Regions from separate parts of the Gossypium hirsutum genome. Here region 1 is linked to region 2. The links are chromatin contacts, called in public Hi-C maps. All regions are on one chromosome and are shown on one strand. The core of a region is the stretch at or near the end of the contact, and the rest is flanking DNA. Distances in the headings are between cores, read along the strand shown. Region 1 has its middle 42 kb from the start of LOC121211406. Region 2 holds the start of LOC107945584 (eukaryotic translation initiation factor 4G).

Evidence for each region. Hi-C and Micro-C count contacts between places; a contact is called where the count stands out from the background.
Region 1: a Hi-C map of leaf shows a contact between it and region 2, with 2.8 times the contacts expected there. The contact joins the enhancer-like site here to the promoter of LOC107945584 in region 2.

What each region holds. Positions count from the first base shown.
Region 1 is chrA12:78,561,529-78,564,228 of Gossypium_hirsutum_v2.1, reverse strand. No RefSeq gene overlaps it. Among protein-coding and RNA genes, the nearest start is that of LOC121211406, 42 kb to the right of the region's middle. Within about 2 kb of position 1,403, at least 8 of the 9 cell types and tissues checked have an H3K27ac peak or open chromatin away from gene starts, as enhancers often do. A contact at or near this core is called in leaf, where this site is marked.
Region 2 is chrA12:78,061,020-78,063,719 of Gossypium_hirsutum_v2.1, reverse strand. It overlaps LOC107945584 (eukaryotic translation initiation factor 4G), which reads left to right and starts at 1,250. Exons shown (of 10, transcript XM_016879639.2): 1 at 1,250-1,566; 2 at 1,640-1,878; 3 at 2,043-2,176; 4 at 2,279-2,428; 5 at 2,588-2,655. The coding sequence starts at 1,700.

The DNA.
Region 1 (2,700 bases), core at 154-2,653, 500 kb before region 2:
TTATGATATTAGAAGGAATTATTGAAAGTTTTGATAAACTATGAGCAGTACTGTTCTATCTTTCTCTGGTATTCTAATCAATTATGCTTGAGAGAACACTTGATGGATATGATACTAGTTTCTACTTCTATGGGTCGAAGCTCCAAATTATAAATATGATTTATTCGTGGAAGATATTCATTGGCCGAAGGTAATTATATTTACTGTTTAAATCCTGACTCGAATAGGGGAGTTCTGTAATATGAATCTCGGATCATACAAATTATATTACTGCACTGATAGTTACTGGAACTATTTCCAATTTTTCTTTTCTAATTGGAGAATACCATTAATATTGAGGTATTATTCTATTTATACGGTTGAAATGCCGACTCTATGAAAATACTATGGTTTCAATCTGTATGATGGTAATAATTTCAGAAAATTTAAGGTTTCAGTGTTGATAATTGATAGCTAAATTGATGATAAAGTTATTACAGAAAAATGTAAGATTTGAATGGCTTGATAAATGTTAACAAAATTTTGACCAGATGAAAGTTCTGTTGACCGAAGCATTAGTTCAGATTCAGCCTAAATTGGGTAAGAAAGTTGTGATTTACAGTGATATATCATTAAGTGGGTAAACTGTGTTTTGATGCAGTAAGACAAAATAATAGTCTATGCTTTTAAATAGTTTAAAAAAAGATCGTATGAAAAGAATTACCTGATATATGATTTAGAAGAGGTAGCTAATGTTCCAGATTTGAGAACTGGTGATACTATTAGTTAGTGAAAAATATTTGAACCTCTCCACTGAAGGAATTTTCGAGGACGAAAATTCTTAAGGGGGAGAGTTGTAAGAGCCCAAATTTTAGCAACGTAGGAAATAGTGATTCGAGACCACCAAATTCAAAAAATGAGCTCGTAAATTATATTATTTAATATTTACAAGCTAAATGTAGCTTTTAAAAGATTTTTAAAATAGTAAACTCTATTTTATAAAGATTTATATGGTTTAATGAAAAATAGTTCTGTAAACTCTGGTAATGCCTCGTATCTTATTCCGGCGACAGATACAGGTAGGGGGTTACACATACATATATTTCCATTAAAGTATATAAATATACAATGTGATTGTAATAGGCCCATTTCGCCCGGGCCCATAAAAAAACTATACCAGAACCAAAAATAAAATAAAAATAATAATAAATAAAGCCATGAGCCAAATAAATTAAAAGTCCAAGTCTTTTTACAAAAATAAAGGCCCAAAACACTAACCCAAAGTCCAATAACTAAACATAGCCCGAAACAGAAATAAAACACTAGTCCAAAACCTAAAATCCTAGCCCAATTTACATGTGGCCCAAATGAGCCCAATAATGAGAAAACACCAGAAACCCTAGAGGTTTCTGGAATACACAGTGCAGCAGCTAGCCATGGAATCGAGCCTCTCACGAACGGCCTCCCCACGAGTAGCTTGCTTCTCTGTATGCCTCCAAGTCAACATAGAACCTGTGAGAACAGAAATGCTAACAGAATATACAGAAAATGACAGTAGGAAAATAAAATTTTCATTTTTTATTTATTCTGTAAATTCGGTTTTAAAAAGCCATGGTTTGTACTTTGATGGATTATGCACACTGAAATAGGCATACAAAATATCGAATACAAAGAAAAGGCATTTAGAAATCAATTTTAGAAAGGTGATTCTTAGATCTAGCATTTTTTTCCGATTTTAATTCTTTGTTCTTCTTGGTCTTTATTTACGGTATAAGGAAAAATAAAAAGGACTTACCTTGGTATTGACTTTTGAATCCTTGCTGGCTTCGCAATAATCGAAGTATAAGTGAGGATTCCGTGGCTTAAGGGCAGCAAAACCCTTGAGTACGTCTTTGAATAAGGCAAACCATGCTTTCAGATGGTGCAATTCACCGAAATATGGAAGCAAAACGGCGGTGGGGAAAAGAACCATCTGATTCGGCCGTATGAGAGGAATAGGAAACTTAAGTTTTTGTTTTGATTTTGTTTAAAATTATTAGGGGTTCATTTTAGGGTTTCCTCTTTTTTTTATGGAGCATAGGAAGCGACATCGTTTTGAGCCAATCTCAATGGCTTTGAAACGGCACCGTCTGGAAACTTCAAACCCGATGACCCGACCCGTGCAAAGTTGAGATCCGCGCACTTGGTCCTTGAGGGTTAATTGTGCGTTTAGTCCTCCCTTTCGCGTTGTTGTTCAATTGTACCTTATTTTCTTTACTTTGTTTTTTAGAATTTATACATATAATTTGCGCATGATGTCAATTAGGTCCACGCTTCAACGCAGCGTTTTGAGATCTGGAATATTTTCAGCTTTGGTCCCTGTACATTCGCACCTGTTGCACGTTGGTCCTTATTTTAATTCCATTAGTTTGTTTTATTTATAGATTATCCCTTTTATTTTAAATTTATTTTAATTAAGTTTTCTATCTATACAATGCGTTATTTTTAAGAGAATTCATTTAATATTTTTTATGTGTTGAGATTACTTTAATAATTTTACTTTGTTAAAGAAAATCATTATTTTAAAATCTTCATGTTATATTATTTTAACATTTTGTATAATATTCCAGTTAAATATTTTTATATATATTTTTACATATATATTATTTTAATTGAGTTTTCCATTTGAAATACTTATTATTTTAAAGTTCATAATATTTTTATAGGTGTTGAGATACTTTA
Region 2 (2,700 bases), core at 1-2,500:
CTCCTGGTTTATGAGTCTAAATAGTTTTTCTTATTGCAGATGAGTGTTCTAAAAGCTCCAATAGGATGTGTTGTATTTATTAAGTCCAGGGCAATTTAATATTTAATATCCATTAACCCCAACTTGGTTTGTGCAAAAAGTTGATGGTGAGGCGAATTTTAGACTCGTTTTTTAGTTCGTCTGGACTCTAAAAATAGGATTTAAATTTTATTCAAATTTAGATTGGATAAAAAATATTAAAATCTGAGCTCGGCTTAGTTCATCCGTATTAAATTTTTTATAATTTTATTTTTATATAAAAATAAAATTTAAAAATATAATACATTAAATACACTAAAAAAATTAAAATAAATATTTCTTAATAAATTAAAAAATATATTTATATTTAAATAACACTAAAATAAGTCTAATTTAACAAGTAACTGCATTTAAAATAATAGAAAAATTAACAATAAAATAATAATTATACAACATTCAAATAATAACAAAAAAATAATAAAAATATTTTTTTTTACAAATTCGGGTTAGACTAAGTTGAAAAAACTTACCCAAGACTTAATCTATTTAGAAAATGAGTCTCATTTTTTTATCTAAACTCATTTTTTAAACTTATATTTTTATTTAAATCTTCTCACTTTTCGGATAAAAATTTGGGCGCACCATACGTAATAAAAAAGGTTATTAATTCTCAGTTTCGACCAAAAGAATCCCCACGCAAACATAAAATGCAGTCTCATTTATGTATGTTATGTTTGCGGCTGACTTGGGAATGTGTTTCTACTTTCATTTTAGTGTAAATTATAAAAATAGTTATTTTTATTTGTTTTAGATTATAATTTAGTTATTTATATTTAAAATGTTACGTTTTAATTATTTATGTTATCGTTTTATTACAATTGGACATCTAAATTGGTATTTAAAATCCATTTAGACTACCACGTAGAATCACTGTTAGGGAAGTAATGGAGCTTAACGATAAAATGACTACTTCATAATAAAATAATAACATAAGTGACTAAATGTAAAATTTTAAACATAAGTGACTAAAATATAATTTGAGATAAATAAAAATGACTATTTTTATAATTTTTCATTTTTACACTACAAAATCTGAAATAAAATTTGAAACAAAGCATTAACCAATGCCTGCCCACAAATATATTTGTATGTGAAAATAAAAACATTAGGAAAATCCGAATAATAATAAAAAGTAGTAATACAAATAAAATAAATAGGGAAGAAAGAAGAAAGAAGACGTCGGTGAAAAGAGCAGTATAAAAGAGAGGGCAGTTAAAAGTATCGGAAATCTCTCGCACTTGAAAACTCAAAAACGAGTTGTTTTCTGTTTTTCACCTCCCACTGTTTTTCACCTCCTAAAACTTCCGACTTTTTGACCATATTCCTCTTCCCAGTAACTCTCTCTTTTTTAATTTGGCTTATCTTTCTTTCTCTTTCTCTTTCTCTTTCTATTTATTTTAAAAAATAAAGCTTTTTTCATCTTCTACGACTAGCCATTAAAAGAAACCCTAATTCTCTTTCTCTCTGCAAACTCTTTGGAGTTCACAGGTACTGTCTTTTGCTGTTTGATCTTATTGCTGTTTCTTTAATTTCATGGATTTTGCGATCTGTTTGGATGCAGAGATAAAAAGAAGGTAAACAAAAAAAAAAGGAGGGCAATAGGTGGAATCAAGTGTGGGATATGTCCTTCAATCAATCTAGGTCGGATAAAAGCGAGCAACAATACCGAAAATCCGGGCGATCAGCCAGTTTTAATCAACAGCGGTCCTCCTCAGGCGTTTACAGTAAGGGCGCTGGCGGCGGCCCTGCCCCCTCGCGGTCTCCTTCATCTTCTTCTTCTTCTTTATCTTCCAATCGAAGGTAATAACAACTGATCATCATGCTTTGCGCTTTTCAGTTTGTTTTGCTGTGTCTCTTTCCGTTTTGATTGCCAGATTATTTAGGGTTCATAGGATTAAGGTTTTCTAGGCAATTCCATGATTTCGTGATTTTATTTTGCTGTTCGCTTGGTAATCGTACAATAGTCTTAAGAAGTCTAACAATGCACAAGGAGGGCAATACCGGTTAAATTCACTGGCCGCGAACTCTACCGAGTCTAGTAATACTTCTGCTGCCCGCACCAAACAAAATGGCGCTCATTTACAACCCCAGCTACAGGGTATGATTTAAATTTCTTAAACTTGCTTAGCTTTATAGGTTTACAGTTGAAGAAACGTGATTATATTTATGTTATTTGCATTTGCCTTTATTTTTCTCATAGGAGCATCAGATGCATCGATTGCAAGCAATGCTGCCCAGCCTGTTCAATCACCCATCATCCAGAATAGCACTCGAGCTGTTTCAAAAGCTCCAACTTCTCAACCACCCACCATAATTTCCGACAGTGGTCTCCCTACAACCGCTGGAAAGGGTATGTTTTTATTGCGCTTGTGTACTAAGCTTATAGGATCAAATTTGCTTTAGTAAGGTAATACTATTGGCTGTTTGTTTACTTGATAGTGTTTCTAGTTAGCTTTAAGCTGATGCAACTACTTTCATGTTTTTGTTGTTTCTGATGGATTAACACCAGAAGATCCATCCAAAGCATTCTCTTTACAGTTTGGGTCCATAACTCCTGGTTTCATGAATGGAATGCAGGTATCGTACTATTGTCATCTTGGCATTCCTTCTTTTACCATTCAA